Regions from separate parts of the Mus musculus genome. Here region 2 is linked to region 1. Evidence: chromatin contacts called from public Hi-C data. All regions are on one chromosome and are shown on one strand. Each heading gives the region's core, a stretch centred on a gene start, on an enhancer-like site or on the middle of the called end of the contact. The rest is flanking DNA. Distances are from core to core; before and after follow the strand shown. Region 1 overlaps Csgalnact1 (chondroitin sulfate N-acetylgalactosaminyltransferase 1). Region 2 overlaps Csgalnact1 (chondroitin sulfate N-acetylgalactosaminyltransferase 1).

Region 1 (6,840 bases), core at 2,663-5,162:
CCCTCTTTCTTTGTCTTCTTGCCCTAAGGGTTCAGTTGCTGTGCTGTTGCGAAATCAAAGGCCTGACTGAGCTTTTACCTCAAGTGAGAGCCACTGTGCCCACCCCAGCTGTATTTTAAGGGCAGAGTGTTGTTCTGTTGACATCTGTTATGTGAAAATGCAGGTGGGCTCAGGCTTAGCTGGTTGGGTACAGCCTCTGTTGGAATTTCCCAGTTGCTGTATTCCTTCTCAACTGTGGAGTGCTATGGAGCTTTACCAGACCTTCTTCCTATCCATTTCTGTGAGCCACTTCACTGTTTAAAACCACAGCTACACAGAGCTTTGACAGCCAATAAACTCAAGAAATGCTAAACTTTACCACTCATGGTTTTTTGGTTGGTTGGTTGGTTGGTTGGTTGGTTGGTGGGTTGGTTGATTTTCTCCCATCCAATCATGTTTTTAACAAGGAGTTTTCTTTGGGATGCCTGGACAGGTCTGTGATTGGGAAACAAAACAAACTCACCAGTGTGCTCATTTTCTGAACCTCCCAGCAGACAAGAAGAAAAGGGGAAAGCAAGGGCTAGTGGATATTAGCCTTAGTATTTAGTGAGAAAAAGCCATTGTTGGGTGAGGCAAGCTTATTTCCAGCTGTAAACCCTCAGGGCTTTCAGTTAATAAGTACTGGATGCCAGGTAAATGCTCTTCATAGCACTGGCAACAAGTACTGTGGCAAGAACTGGGTATTTCCATATCCTGATGAAGAATCAAAACCCTACTGTGCCCTTTGAGACCATTGTAGATGACACTAATCTTGGTTGCCCCAGGGCCTCCAGGTGTGATCCTGTCTGGGATTCTGGAGGTCATGTGGCTGGCACTTAACAAAACTCCTTTTTTGGCTGCCATCAGACTAGCCTGAATGCGAAACCTACAGTCCTCATGTGCCATTTCCTTACCCATGAACATCCTCCCACCACTTGGGATCACAGGGCGTCTGGAGCTCCTATGTGAACTTTACTGAAGTCAGGTCATGTTTGCTTGTACACTCTTGGCCCAGGAGTTATCACCTTAAGCTGCCTCCTCTTCTTTGCTTTGGGTAATCACCTTAGTTTGCCTTTGAAGCTGTCTCCACTTGGCTTTGGCTGCTGAGTTTCTCTCATCTGTAATATGGATTTTAGGCTCATCTGTGCTTTGTTAGATATCAGGAAGACTCACAATAACAAAGCTATAGATCTTCAGATTGTTATCTCTGCCTCTCCCCAGCAGGGTGGGGGGATTTTAATGGAAAATATGCTTCATGGGTTTTTAAAAACCTTTCTTGTTTGTTCCAATTTTGCTTGCATTTTTATTTTGACTGCTTCCAGCTGGACTAAACTCTCTTGCTTGTCAAGTTCCTCTTTAGACTGGGTGGATTATATTTGTTTGAATATTGTTTTCTCCTTCTGGCTATTCTCATCCTTCTCAGGCCATTTCTGACATTTTAATGTATGATCAGGAAAATCTACTTGACTTTCTTTAGAGGTTTTCTCTTTCATCCCATTTTGGCCTAGAATCTATAAGATGGATCTGGAAAAATTTGGGAAAATAACTTAAAGTGATGATTATAGAATTTCTAACTGAAATAATCCTTAAGCATTTGGCTAAGCTAATATAGGTGACTAAAATTTTTCCATCCACTAGGATTGTGACACAGATATATGCCTGTGTCCTCTGTAGTTTCTTAAATGGAATGGATGCTATCAGCATAGTACAATCTCTTTCTGATTCATGTTTTAATACCATTTTCTGAGCCATTTCACTACTCACAAGCCAGAGCTACACCAAGAAACTTTCATATCTGATGATCTTGAGAAACACAATTTTTATTAGTCATGTCATTTTAATAGTTTTCTTTAGGGACCTAATAGAAGACTACAGATCATGTAAAAATGCCTATCCAATAGAGTGAAATACGGTCAATTGGAATCGAGAATGTGTTTCCTGTGTTGCAATGAGAATCAGGAAAGTTGTTTGATTGCATGTTCAAATCCACCATCACTTCTTAACAATGATCAGAACACCCAGATACTAGGATAGTAGAATTATCTGTTGATTCATGCTGGCACAAGGGTAAGGGAAAGGATACACGGAATCCAAAACAGAATGCCATGATATAAACAGATGCCAGAGTATCCAATAGCCCTCTCTTCCCCCTCCAGAATAGAGTCTGTTCCTTATAGTATACCTGGTTTCTTTATGGCTGAGTGATTTCCATCCTGCTGACATAAGAAACTGTTGATAGAATGGGGCCTGATGGATTGTTATTGCATGAAGCACTCCAATGGTTTTTGTTTTTGTTTTTGTTTTGTTTTGTTTTCCGTTCCTGATATATCTGAGTAGAAACTGACTTGGAAAACAGTAGATTGCTTGTAGCTAAGGCTTTCTTAGCTGGGAATACGTCTCTGCTCTGCTTATCTGTGTAGAGCTCACTCACCTTTGATGCTGATTGGAGACAACATCCATCAGCCTCCAGAAGTTAACTGTTTTCTTGGTATCCTTTCTGTTCATTGGCCTCCACAACTATGGTTATTCCACTTCACTACATTGTTACTCTCCAGTTATCCCAGTTTTCTGCAACTTAAGCATCTCCTTGCATGTGAGATTTTCATTCGTAAAACCTGGAGTGTCTGAAGTAAACCTGGATTTTTATTCCCTTGGAGGGATCAAATGTGATAGCCCTTTGTTAATCCTTCGCCAAGGAAAACAAAATGCATTGCATAAGCCAGGGACTCACTGAATGTGGATTCCTGAATTTGTGTGTTGATCTGATTTATGTTGTTACAATACGTTGTTAAAAAATGAGTATACACAAAGTTGATTAAGGCAGCCATGGTGGCTTATGACTATATTCTCAGTCCTTGGGACATTGATGAAGGAGGAGTAATGTAAGCCTGAAGCCAGCCTGGGCCACATAAGAAATCTCAGACTAGTCCGGGCTATGCAATGAGAGTCCCTGCTCATAAACAAACTAACAAACAAACAGAACAAACAGAACAAAAAAGTAGTTTACTTAGTTGGTTTTAGAAATTTAAGGCTTGGTCCTACCATTGACTTGTTCCTGGTGAGGTTATCATAGTGAATGGAGTTAGGGTGAGAACACATCACACAAGGAGAAACCACAGCATGAAGGGAAAAAGCCCTCAGGAGCCAGATAGAGCTGTGCTTTCCCAGCTCGCCCTCCCTCTCCTCTTCTCTCCTCTCCTCTCTTCTCCTCTCCCTTCTCCTTTTCTCTCCTCTCCTCTCCCTTCTCCTTTTCTCTCCTCTCCTCTCCCTTCTCCTCTTCTCCCCTCCCCTCTTCTTTTTCCTCCCCTTCCTACCACCTTCTTGCCTCACCTCTCCTTTCATCTCATCTACTTTCTTCTCTTCTCTTCCTTTCCTTTCCCTTTCTTTTCTTATTCCTTAGCCATCTTCCCTTATCTCCCCCCCCCAACACCCCTACTTCCTTTCTTTTCTTCTGAGACAGGATCTGGCTTGGAATACATTCCATTTCCCAAATGTTAGAATGGTAGGCATGTATCAACATGTCTAGGTAACCACACAGGAACACACCAAAGTCCCACAAAATGTAAAGTAATTCCTTCCAATGACAGTTCCCCCAGTGACTTAATCACCTTACACTAAACCCCACCTCCTGGTACCACCACACTGAGAGCCAAGCTACCAACACATCAATTTTTGAGTGAGAACTTCATGCACACCACACTACAGAGGTTTCCCCAGGCCGCTCAGCATGGGGTATAAAAACTGACATCCCAGCTTAATGACACACAGCTTCCTGCTTTCTCTTATCCAACATGAGATCACCAATTTCCCACGATTCTCCCAGTCTTTCCTGGTCTTCTTAAATGTGCAAGGTCATGTGCTTAGAATGCACTGCCAGCCCAAGTGTCATAGAACAGAGCCAGCTCCCTGCCTCTGATGACAACTAAAGCAACTGCCACTTATGCCTCAGAGGCTGCAGCTGTCCCAGTGCATATACCATCAGTGCCCAACCCCCAACTATAAGTACCCTTTGGCACTGATTCCCCTTAAGTCCTGGCCTAGATTGACAATGACCCCTTAAGGCTTCCGATTCTGTAAAGGAAGTTTTTTAGTGTTGCTTCACTTCAGGAAGTCACATGGGATTTCGCAAGAATGGTCTGGAGTATCAGACAGACACTGGAGGGTTCATTTCTCTTCAAGCCAAGCTTTCCCTCCTGCAGAGCAGATGTTACTGCTCAAATAGATTCTAAAGACAGGGCTGTAAAACTGGGAACCTTTTATATTCTACTCTTTCCAGCCCTAAGTACATTGGCAAACTGTGGAGATACGTTTGGTTCTGACAACTGGGTTAGGAGGATACTGTTGGCACATAGTTGGTGGAGGCCTGAAATGATGCTGACTGTCTTTCAGCACACAGGACAGCTCTTCCCACATAGTTTCAAGCTTATTCCCATGGTGTTCTGTGCCTAAGGGTACAATACCTCTTGCAAACAGGCCTACGGAAGCCTCTAGACCACCAGATCTGTTTGACAGTGTCTGACCAGCTTCCTTATCAGAAACCTAAGATGACCAGTCCTCCCCCCACCCAATGATTTCCACTTGTTTTGTTGAGGTTTTTTTCTACTTCACGTCTTTCTGCACACAGCACTGTGTTCAACAATTAATTCTATACAGTAAGACTGTCAGATCTAATAGACTCATCCCTCCTATTGCAAAGGTGGCCAGCCCTAGAGGCAGATACTACACTGATTCTAGGGAACCAGATATGTGTGTGTGAGACTCCCTGTATCGCTCTCGGAGGTCATTGGAATGCATTTTCTTACCTCTAAGCCAAGATTTGGGCAATGGTCCCACACTTCTATAAACAGCTCAGTCCTACAGAACTCAAAGACCATGAAATTGTGACTTTGACTTCTCAGGAGATAAAAATATAGTTCAGCATAAAGGACTGTAACACATGTTTTATGCCTAAAAATGTATTGTAACTAGTCTTGGCACTGTGTGACAATGACTTAGGGAAGAACAAACCATTTTATTGGGAAAATCACCCTTAAAAGGTACAGTCTTTATGATGTAGAAGCAGAATTTTCAGTTTCCATATTGAGGTCAAAGAATTGGGGCTGTTGAAGTAATGGGAAGTATTTATGGATCTAGTATGCTCCCGAGAGGGGGTGACAAGACCTGAGTTCCCTGCGACCATTTATAGTTTCCCTGACCACCCTACCACAGTATCCCTGGGGATATGCTCACAAAAGCAGACAGACCTGTCACCTCAGCAATGTAGATAGCATTGTCCAAATACAAATGATGAACAGGGTAAACATAGAAGTCTGTATATGGCATGAGTCTATCATTTGTTACTTCTTTTTAATCTTTATCTCGGAAACAAACCACATCTGCACATGTTCCTCTAATCACACATATTCCCATAGATTTTTGCCAAGGACAGGGCAGTCACGTGGAAAAAGTTTTGGAAAATACAAAGACCATTCAGACGTCAGTAGTGGGACTTGCACAACCTTAGGGAGGAGTGGTTTCTTTGTGTGAGTTCTGCCTAGGAGACTGGAAACTTCTTCAAGAGAAGACATGCCAGTCCTACTTGTTATTTAAGATTCTCTTGGTAGAGTGTTTAGCATGTGCTATATTGTCAACAAACACTTGTTGAATGAATGAAGAAAATAATTCGCAAAAACCTAAAATGGAGAACTGGAAGCAGATACAGAGGAAGCTTGGATTTATCTTTCTGTCATCCTAACCTAGCTGTTTAAGGGTTAGGCCTGATTTAGAAACACCAAAGACAGAGGCAGCAAAGATAGTAGTGGAAAAAAATTAAGATGCTTCAATTCAGGCTCAGCAGGGATAGATCCCCTGCACTCCCTAACACATATAGTTTTAAAGCACAACTTCTCCAGCACCTGGCCTGTGTGCATGATTTCCTTCCACTCTGGTGGAGGAAGCAGAAGCAATATCTGGCAAGTTTGCTAAGGGAATCTTGTACAGGGACTTTCTCGGAGGCTCACCTGAAGCCAGGCTGAGTCTTACATGCCTGTTGCTTGGTGTCAGGGTGATGTCCCTTACAGATCTCTTCGTTCTTGATCCATTCTTTCTGAATTCTTCCCATCTTCCAAGTCCCAATTCACCCTGAGAACGTATCACACTTCCTGCGTTCTACCCATCTGATGACTTGATTTAAGCTCATTTTATCTTCCAAGTACACTTTTCTAGGGAAGAAACCATTCCTTCTGCTGTTTCCAATGCTTCCCAGCAACTCCAGGAATGTGGCTCTCCCTTTTGGATGTTATAACAAAAAACATCTAGTAACTTGACCTCTATAAATAAGGCCAAGATATTTCTGGAGTCTATGACTTAGATTATTGTTTGAATGTTAACAATGGAAAAAGGGCACAGGAAATACCAAAATATCTCAAAATACCATCCCACCAGCAGAATCTCTCTCTGTTGGCTCCCAGAAAACAACATTTTGCATTATCTACATACACATATACACATGTATGTAGATATATTCATGCCTCATAGGCATGTATGTAAGCATATATATATAGATACGATATATGCATATATACATAAATATTTATTCATGTTTATATTTACATTTACATGTATATACACATACAGTTACACACACTTTCATTTGAAGAGCAAACCCTCAGACAAACCTAGCAGATTAGCTACACAGTATGTTTAAAAGAAAAGGACATAGCAAGTAAAACATAAGCTTTGGTGAGGATTGAATCTAGGCCAGTCAAAAGCCAAAGACCTGGACGTGGGAGTGCTGAGTCAAATGGTTGCTTTGTTAGGACCCCGAATCACCGGATTGCTGGG
Region 2 (6,840 bases), core at 2,614-5,113, 160 kb before region 1:
ACCAAAAGCCAACCAAACAAACAAACAAAATCTGAGACACTAGTTTATTTGAAGAGAATGTGCTAATGAATGGTTGGCAAATTCTATTCCTTTGGATAAATGAGATAGTGGATATCCCAATCTGTAGAGTCCCAGATAGAAAATGTCTAAAACCCACACGTACAGTTTTTCTCTAGATTTCTCAGGGAGACTGTGCCCTCCCCTCAAACTTGAGTGGGCTGAATCAGACCTTGTTTGCCACAGTAGGCTAGCCCACTTAGGGTGGAGTCTTCTGACCTAGATGAAGTCTATTGTCCTGCCACATCAGCAGCTGCCTTCAAGAAGCCACCACCTGCTGAGCAGCTGAGCTTGCCTTCCTGATGAGATCCTGGCAAAGTGGGGAATGGGTTTTCCCCCTTTAAAAATCAGACTCAAGAATTAAAGTTGAGGGCTGGTGAGATGGCTCAGTGGGTAAGAGCACCTGACTGCTCTTCCGAAGGTCCGCAGTTCAAATCCCAGCAACCACATGGTGGCTCACAACCATCTGAGATCTGACTCCCTCTTCTGGAGTGTCTGAAGACAGCTACAGTGTACTTACATATAAATAAATAAAATCTTTAAAAAAAAAAAGAATTAAAGTTGAGCCTTGATCAGAGAACTTTGTCTTGGCTCATCGTATTTCCCTCACTGTCCTTCCCATCCATCCCCAGCTTTCCTTTTAGGAACCCAGTAACCGGTGGCCATTGGCGGCTACAGGATACACCACCTTTCTCTTCACCATCTTCTCACCACTTAAACAAGTGAAGCCACGTCAGGTCCTCCTTAATCCTCACTCTCTGAGCTCAACTGTCAAAAACAGTGTGGGCTACAAATGATATGGAAGAGAACTCACACAAAACAAACATATTAGGGCTAAGGGATAATTTCCTTGCTACCTTCAGAATCCCACAAGCAAAGCTCTGTGTTGATACTTCTCAAGTGTTCACTGGATTTTAATTTTACTTTTGGCACATTCCCATACTGTGATATTCTTTGTGTTATTTAGGAAGACTTATGAAAACATTTGTTTTTGTCATTGAGATCTCCATCCATTCATTTATTTATTTATTTATTTATTTATTTATTTATTTATTTATTTATTATTTAGTTGTTGGAGAGGTGGGGATGGGGAAAGATGGGGCAAATAAGGGAAGACTGTGTTCTCAAGGCCTCAGTGAGAGATTCGGGTGGAATATCTAAGTGGTTCATGCTTTTCTCCAGCTACTTTGGACCCCACCTGCATTACTAAAGACCCACATAAGAAACTAGTATCTTAGTTTCATTTCTTGTTACTGGGATAAAACACCCTAGCAAAAGCAATTTAAGGGACATGAGTTGATTTGGGTTTATAGTTCCCAAAGTTTATCATAGAAGGGGATCATGTAGATGGGCAGAGGGAAAGTGGTGGCAGGAGCTAGCAGCTTGTTGGTCACATTTTATCCACACTAAGAAAGCAGAATAAACAGGAATTGGGGTTGGGCCATAAATCTTCAAGTCTTACACAAAGGGATACATTTCCTCTACTTTAGGAAGTGAGGCCCTACTTCCTAAAATTCCACAACCTTCCCAAACAGAGTTGACAGCTGGGGTTAAGTATGTAGATATGTCAGCCTATGGTGGAGCATTTCACATTCAAATCACAACCAGTGCCTATGTGGACAGGGTCAAGTAGTACAAAGAGGCAAGCTTGCTTTTCTTTTCAGTGTTTTTTTTTTTTTTTTTTTTTTTTTGTGGAAGAAAAAAAAATCCTGGCTTTACTACATATTAGCCATGCAGATTTCTTAACCTCCTTCTGCCCCTCTGTAATAATGGAAAAATTAATGCGCGTGTTGTGGCTATTGAATGGCTTCCTAAGCGGTACCATGGTATGGTGAGGGCTCATTGCCTGTGTCCGGCTGAACACACCCCATTCTCTTTAGCATATTTAGTTAATCTTCTGAGAATTTTCACTATGCTGTTTTGTTTCTATCCTGGTCACTGCTCTTGGTTTTGCTGGCGACTCTGCATTCTTGTATTGCGCTTTTTTCTTTACTAGCTGGAGAGGATTCCTCTCTGGAGGAGCTAGAGGCTTGGGATTAGTAAGGAGACCATGCACTTCCCAGAGCCCAGGAGCAGAGTTTTAATGAGTTCTTTTACTAGGAAAGGAGGAAGAAGCTGAGCTGTTTGTCCTCTGATTCCAACCTGCCTAGTGTCAGGGTCTAGGCTGGCTGAATGTGGATGACTTGGTGCATATGAAATGACTGAAGGCTGCTGTTCCAGCCACTGGGGTGAGAGAATGACGGAGCTTATTAATGATCTTGCAGAGCTACCAGCCGACAGTCTATTTGTTTTCATTATGTAAACCAGCATGGTTTGGGATTATGCAGATTTCCACCTTTTTACTTAGAAGGCAAAGAATATTCATTAAGGATATCAATAAAGACCTTGCCCCTGATGGAGTCTCCGAGGCTGTTTCCTGCATGCTGAAAGACAGAAGAGAAAACTTAGGGGGTTGAGAGAGACTCAGAGATTGATTGGAAGGCAAATTATAAACCCATTTCAGCTCTTGGCCTGCAGGCTGGGAAGTAACATTATTTGTTGTCAGGGATGGAAAACAACTGAGATTCAGGTCCAAGTGATTATTCCACGTTGACACTGCTGCCTCTCTGCCAACTGCAGCTCCATTTAGACATAGATTAATTAGGCTGGTGGGGGGGCGGGGGGCGTTGGGCTAGGAGAGCTGTGTGGAAGCAGGCAGCTCGGCCAGGAGTAGTCAAAGTTGGAGGTCTGGAGACTTGCCCCTCCCAGGAAGATGACACCCCACTTCCACTGCTAAAACCAGAGCAAACCAGGGTGAGAGAGTGTGGATAGAAAACAGACCCTACTTCTATAGCAAAGCAGTGTACATTTCCACTGATTTGTTAATGCCAGTGAGGCAAAACAAAACAAAACAAAACCCAGAACCAAAAACAAAACAAAAACAAAACAAAAAAACAAAACAAAAAACAAACAAACAAAAAACCCAAAAACCCCCACAACAACAGAAAACAACCTTCAAACTCACTTGCTGGCAGGCTGTCCCTATGGAGACAGGGTGGGGGGTTGGGGTGGGGATGGGGGCAGCAAGTCATCTGTAGACTTTAGTGGCTTATCAATCTTTCCTTTGGCCTTGTAGAAATCATCTTGGACTTTTTAATCATTCCTGCATGTGAAATGGAAATGTAGTGTGTATACACACACACAAACGGATATATTATGTCCATTACTTGAATTATGAGACAGACAGAATAAAAATAAGGAAAATTCTTGGGGAAGTGAGCCCCATGTTAGTTCATTGAAAACAGTATATTACAGGCTCCACATGAGGACCTTAGTGTCTCTCCAGAATCTTTCTTACTTATGGGGAGTCTTTGGTCTGAACATCTTCATATTCTGCTTGTATCTCAGCTGACAGCATCTGTTTTGTCAAGGGCTGGGACAGTGTAGGGTCCATCCGTAACTCACCCCACCATCCTTTAGCGAGGGCAAGATGTACAGAGAGGGGGCTGGGCAGGGGTTCTGGATCTCGGGATTTGGGTGGGGAGCCGGATGACAATCAAAAGCACCCAGTCTGTCTTCTCCAGCGTCTTTGGCAGGCACTAGTCCTGCCAGCAAAGCTTTCCTCCAGGGCTGAAGCAGGCTGGCTTAGTGTTGCGAATGCCAGTGGTGGTCACTGGTAGTAAGATTCCCAGAGGGAACCCTTGCAGCGTGTGAACCTTTTCAGAAAAACTCAAATGAGGAATTTTCTCTTTTACTGTTAACACTTCATTGCATGGATTTTTTTTCCTCCAGTGGTGGCGCTGAGCTGAACACGGTGCTAGCAGAAGGGGGCGGTACTTTCCCTCTGGACCCTGACTTGGAAGCCAAGTGCAACTCCAGCGCAGTCACCACCAGAAGCAGATGTGCGAGCGGAACAGCTGTGCGCCTTTCTTTCTGCCGAGGTTAGCTTGTTTGGGTTTGTTCTTTTCCACATGGAAGTGCGGTGTTTTGCCTTCCTCTGTTCTCAGCCGGGCTTTCGTGCTTTTAGATATTGATGGTTTCATTTCAAAAAAATAATTTGCGTTTTACTTATTAAAGAGGAAGAGGGGCATATTCTACTACTTTGGGGGGCATAATATGTTCAGATGAGTTGTGTGTTACATACTAAATCACATGCATTTTACCGTTATTAAATCTCACTGTATTTAAAGGATGGAAATTTACAGGGGTTGCCTCCCATTTCTTTTCCTCTTAGCATTTTAGACTCCCTTTTCCATTATAAGAGAAGCCAAGATCATTTTTAGCCTTTAAGGATTTATGTAGCACTTACTCTTGCAGATAAGTGAATCTATTTGTCGCAGGTGACTTAGAAAGCAAACCTTACACTGGGATATAACTTCCGCATTACTGGGATATCCCAGCTATCTACAGAATATGTTCATTTTACTTTAATAGTTATATTAATAAAAAGTTATTTTTAAAGGCATCATTTTTTTTTAAAGAAGCTCAACTAGTTTGCTTTGAAACTCCTCATCCACTGGCAGTGATCTCTATTTCACTTTCAATACTCTTTTGGTATTTTTGTCTTTTTAGAGCATTAATCAATAGCACAACTAGAAGAGCTTTTTTTAAACAAACAAATAAACAAAAAACACACAAAAAACCTTAACTGACCACTAAATTGAGAACACAGCTGGGACAGAATATTAACCTTTCTGAAATAGTCATTCTTTAGCCAAATGGGTACAGTGATTTTTGATCAAGTTAAAGTAAAATGGTTCGGGAAGATGAATCACCTTTGTAATATCCCTAGGGGTGGTCATTAGAACTATTTGAGAATTGCTTCCTAATGAATATATACTATTGGCTTAGGCTTTGGGATAAATGTAGTATTTCTGACAGCTTGTTTTGCTCTTGTAAGCAATAATTTTGGGTTTCTTTACTATAAGATATTTAAATACAACTGGCAAGATTAATGTTAAAGAAGTTAAGTCGAGAACTTGAGAACTGGAGGCAGGAGAATTAGGAGTTCAGGGGCATCCACATGTACCCAGCAAGGTCCTGGCCATCGAGGGATAGGAGATTCTGCCTCAGTATAAGCAGGAGCCTTCGCAACATCAGTAACATTGGGAAGGGAATGGGAAATTGTACCCATACTTCGTGTTTTCAGCAATGAAATCTTTTTTTTTCTTCCAGTTTTCTCTAGAAATACAAATAAAAAGTAGACAGAGGGATGAAGACAGGAGAGCTGTGCCTGGCAGACACTTTTGTCTTTGAAAAGTGCTGCTTCCTCCTTAACACATTTTAACAGAGGTTTTATTTATGTTTTTGTATTATTGATAATGGGGGTGGGGCAGGGGTCTAGCATTGTTATTGTGGTTAAGATAAAAGGAGTAAGTTAAGATCCATGAGTCAGTTTTACATTATTGTACTAGGAAGATAGAAAATGTGGCGCTTTAAAAGGGACCACATTTGAGTTGTCGACAGCAGAAAACATGTAAGTACCTCAGCCAAAAGTGAGCAATAGGAACACAACTGGAGATTGCTTCTTGACAAGTTCTTCTCTAAGTAGTAAGTCAAAGGGCTGTGAAAACAGGTGGCCAACTTCAGAGCACAAGAATGGCTCTCACCTTGAGTCTTAGGATGCTTAATGTTTTCAAGAATAACTTGGATGGTGTAAAAGAGAACACCCCATTTAAAAATCACGTGTGCTGTAACTGTAAAAGTCTTGAGATGATAGCAGAAAGGGTCCAGGGTGAAAATTAGCCAGGAAGCAATCAGAAATTGATCAAAGTCTATGTGGGAGAAATCAAATGTCTAAGTTCTAAAGCTATTGGGTAGTAAGACAGGACAGAAGAGGGGAGGCTGTAGTTCATACATTGGCTATGAAGAACAGTTATAATCCTGTTGGAACCTAGTGCAACGACAGGAGATCTTGCCCAGGAAACAGGAGGCCTGCCAGGTAAGCACTAGCTGGAGAGAGTTGTTACCTGCTGCTCCTCACTCTTGCTGACTCAGACTTGAACCTCTGGCAGCAGTGATGGGCAGGTGCCCCACACAGCATGGGGCTGCTAATCATGCAATCCCATGTGGAAGGCATTAATTCTCGTTCCAGATATTTAATAGCACTAGGCCATGCCCATTTTATAGTAGAAATATCCTTGTGTCCTGTGTGATATTTTTCTTGTTGTGGTGATGGAATAACATCTTAAGAGAGGAAGGATTGTTGGGCGTGGTGGTGCACGCCTTTAATCCCAGCACTCAGGAGGCAGAGGCAGGTGGATTTCTGAGTTCGAGGCCAGCCTGGTCTACAGAGTGAGTTCCAGGACAGCCAGGGCTATACAGAGAAACCCTGTCTCGAAAAACAAAAGCAAAACAAAACAAAAGAACAAACAAACAAACAAACAAAAAAAACAAGCAAGAGAGGAAAGATCGATTTTGGCACATAGTTCAGGGCATACAATCTATCAGTGTGGTGAGGTTATGCTGGTGGGAACTGCTATGGCTGTTGCTGTAGGAGTGTGAAGTGGATGGTTATATCATAGAGGCAGTCAAGAAGCAGAGAACTGGGGCAGGAACTTGAGAGGTTTATACCCCATAGCCCTTACACCTAAGGAATCTAAATCATGATTCTAACACCAAAAGGTCCCACAACTTCCCCAAATCTCTCTAGTTGGTGACCAAATGTTCAAGCACGTGAGCTGATGGGGACATTGCATAGTCAAACCATACATAACTCCTACATACCTTCATCCTAGAGCCTGCCCCAATGTGGTCTCTTCTCAGTGAATTAATTCTTGCCACAGTCGTATCCTCACTTGGTAC

What was found. A called contact is a pair of places that touch in the nucleus more often than the background predicts.
Region 2: a contact with region 1 is called in a Hi-C map of uterus, with 1.9 times the contacts expected there. The contact joins two enhancer-like sites. A contact is called at or near these places in 2 of 484 Hi-C or Micro-C datasets (both in uterus), 3 of 115 datasets of contacts at active chromatin or transcription factors (astrocytes, bone marrow-derived macrophages and neural progenitor cells) and 1 of 9 other capture datasets (embryonic stem cells).

Annotation. Positions count from the first base shown.
Region 1 is chr8:68,390,008-68,396,847 of GRCm38.p6, reverse strand. The region is part of intron 5 of Csgalnact1 (chondroitin sulfate N-acetylgalactosaminyltransferase 1); the gene reads left to right. Among named protein-coding and RNA genes, the nearest start is that of 1700125H03Rik, 25 kb to the right of the region's middle. Within about 2 kb of position 3,912, at least 54 of the 459 cell types and tissues checked have an H3K27ac peak or open chromatin away from gene starts, as enhancers often do. A contact at or near this core is called in uterus, where this site is marked.
Region 2 is chr8:68,554,109-68,560,948 of GRCm38.p6, reverse strand. Csgalnact1 (chondroitin sulfate N-acetylgalactosaminyltransferase 1) reads left to right here. Exons shown (of 10, transcript NM_172753.5): 3 at 3,829-3,977. Among named protein-coding and RNA genes, the nearest start is that of Csgalnact1, 180 kb to the left of the region's middle. Within about 2 kb of position 3,863, at least 41 of the 459 cell types and tissues checked have an H3K27ac peak or open chromatin away from gene starts, as enhancers often do. A contact at or near this core is called in uterus, where this site is marked.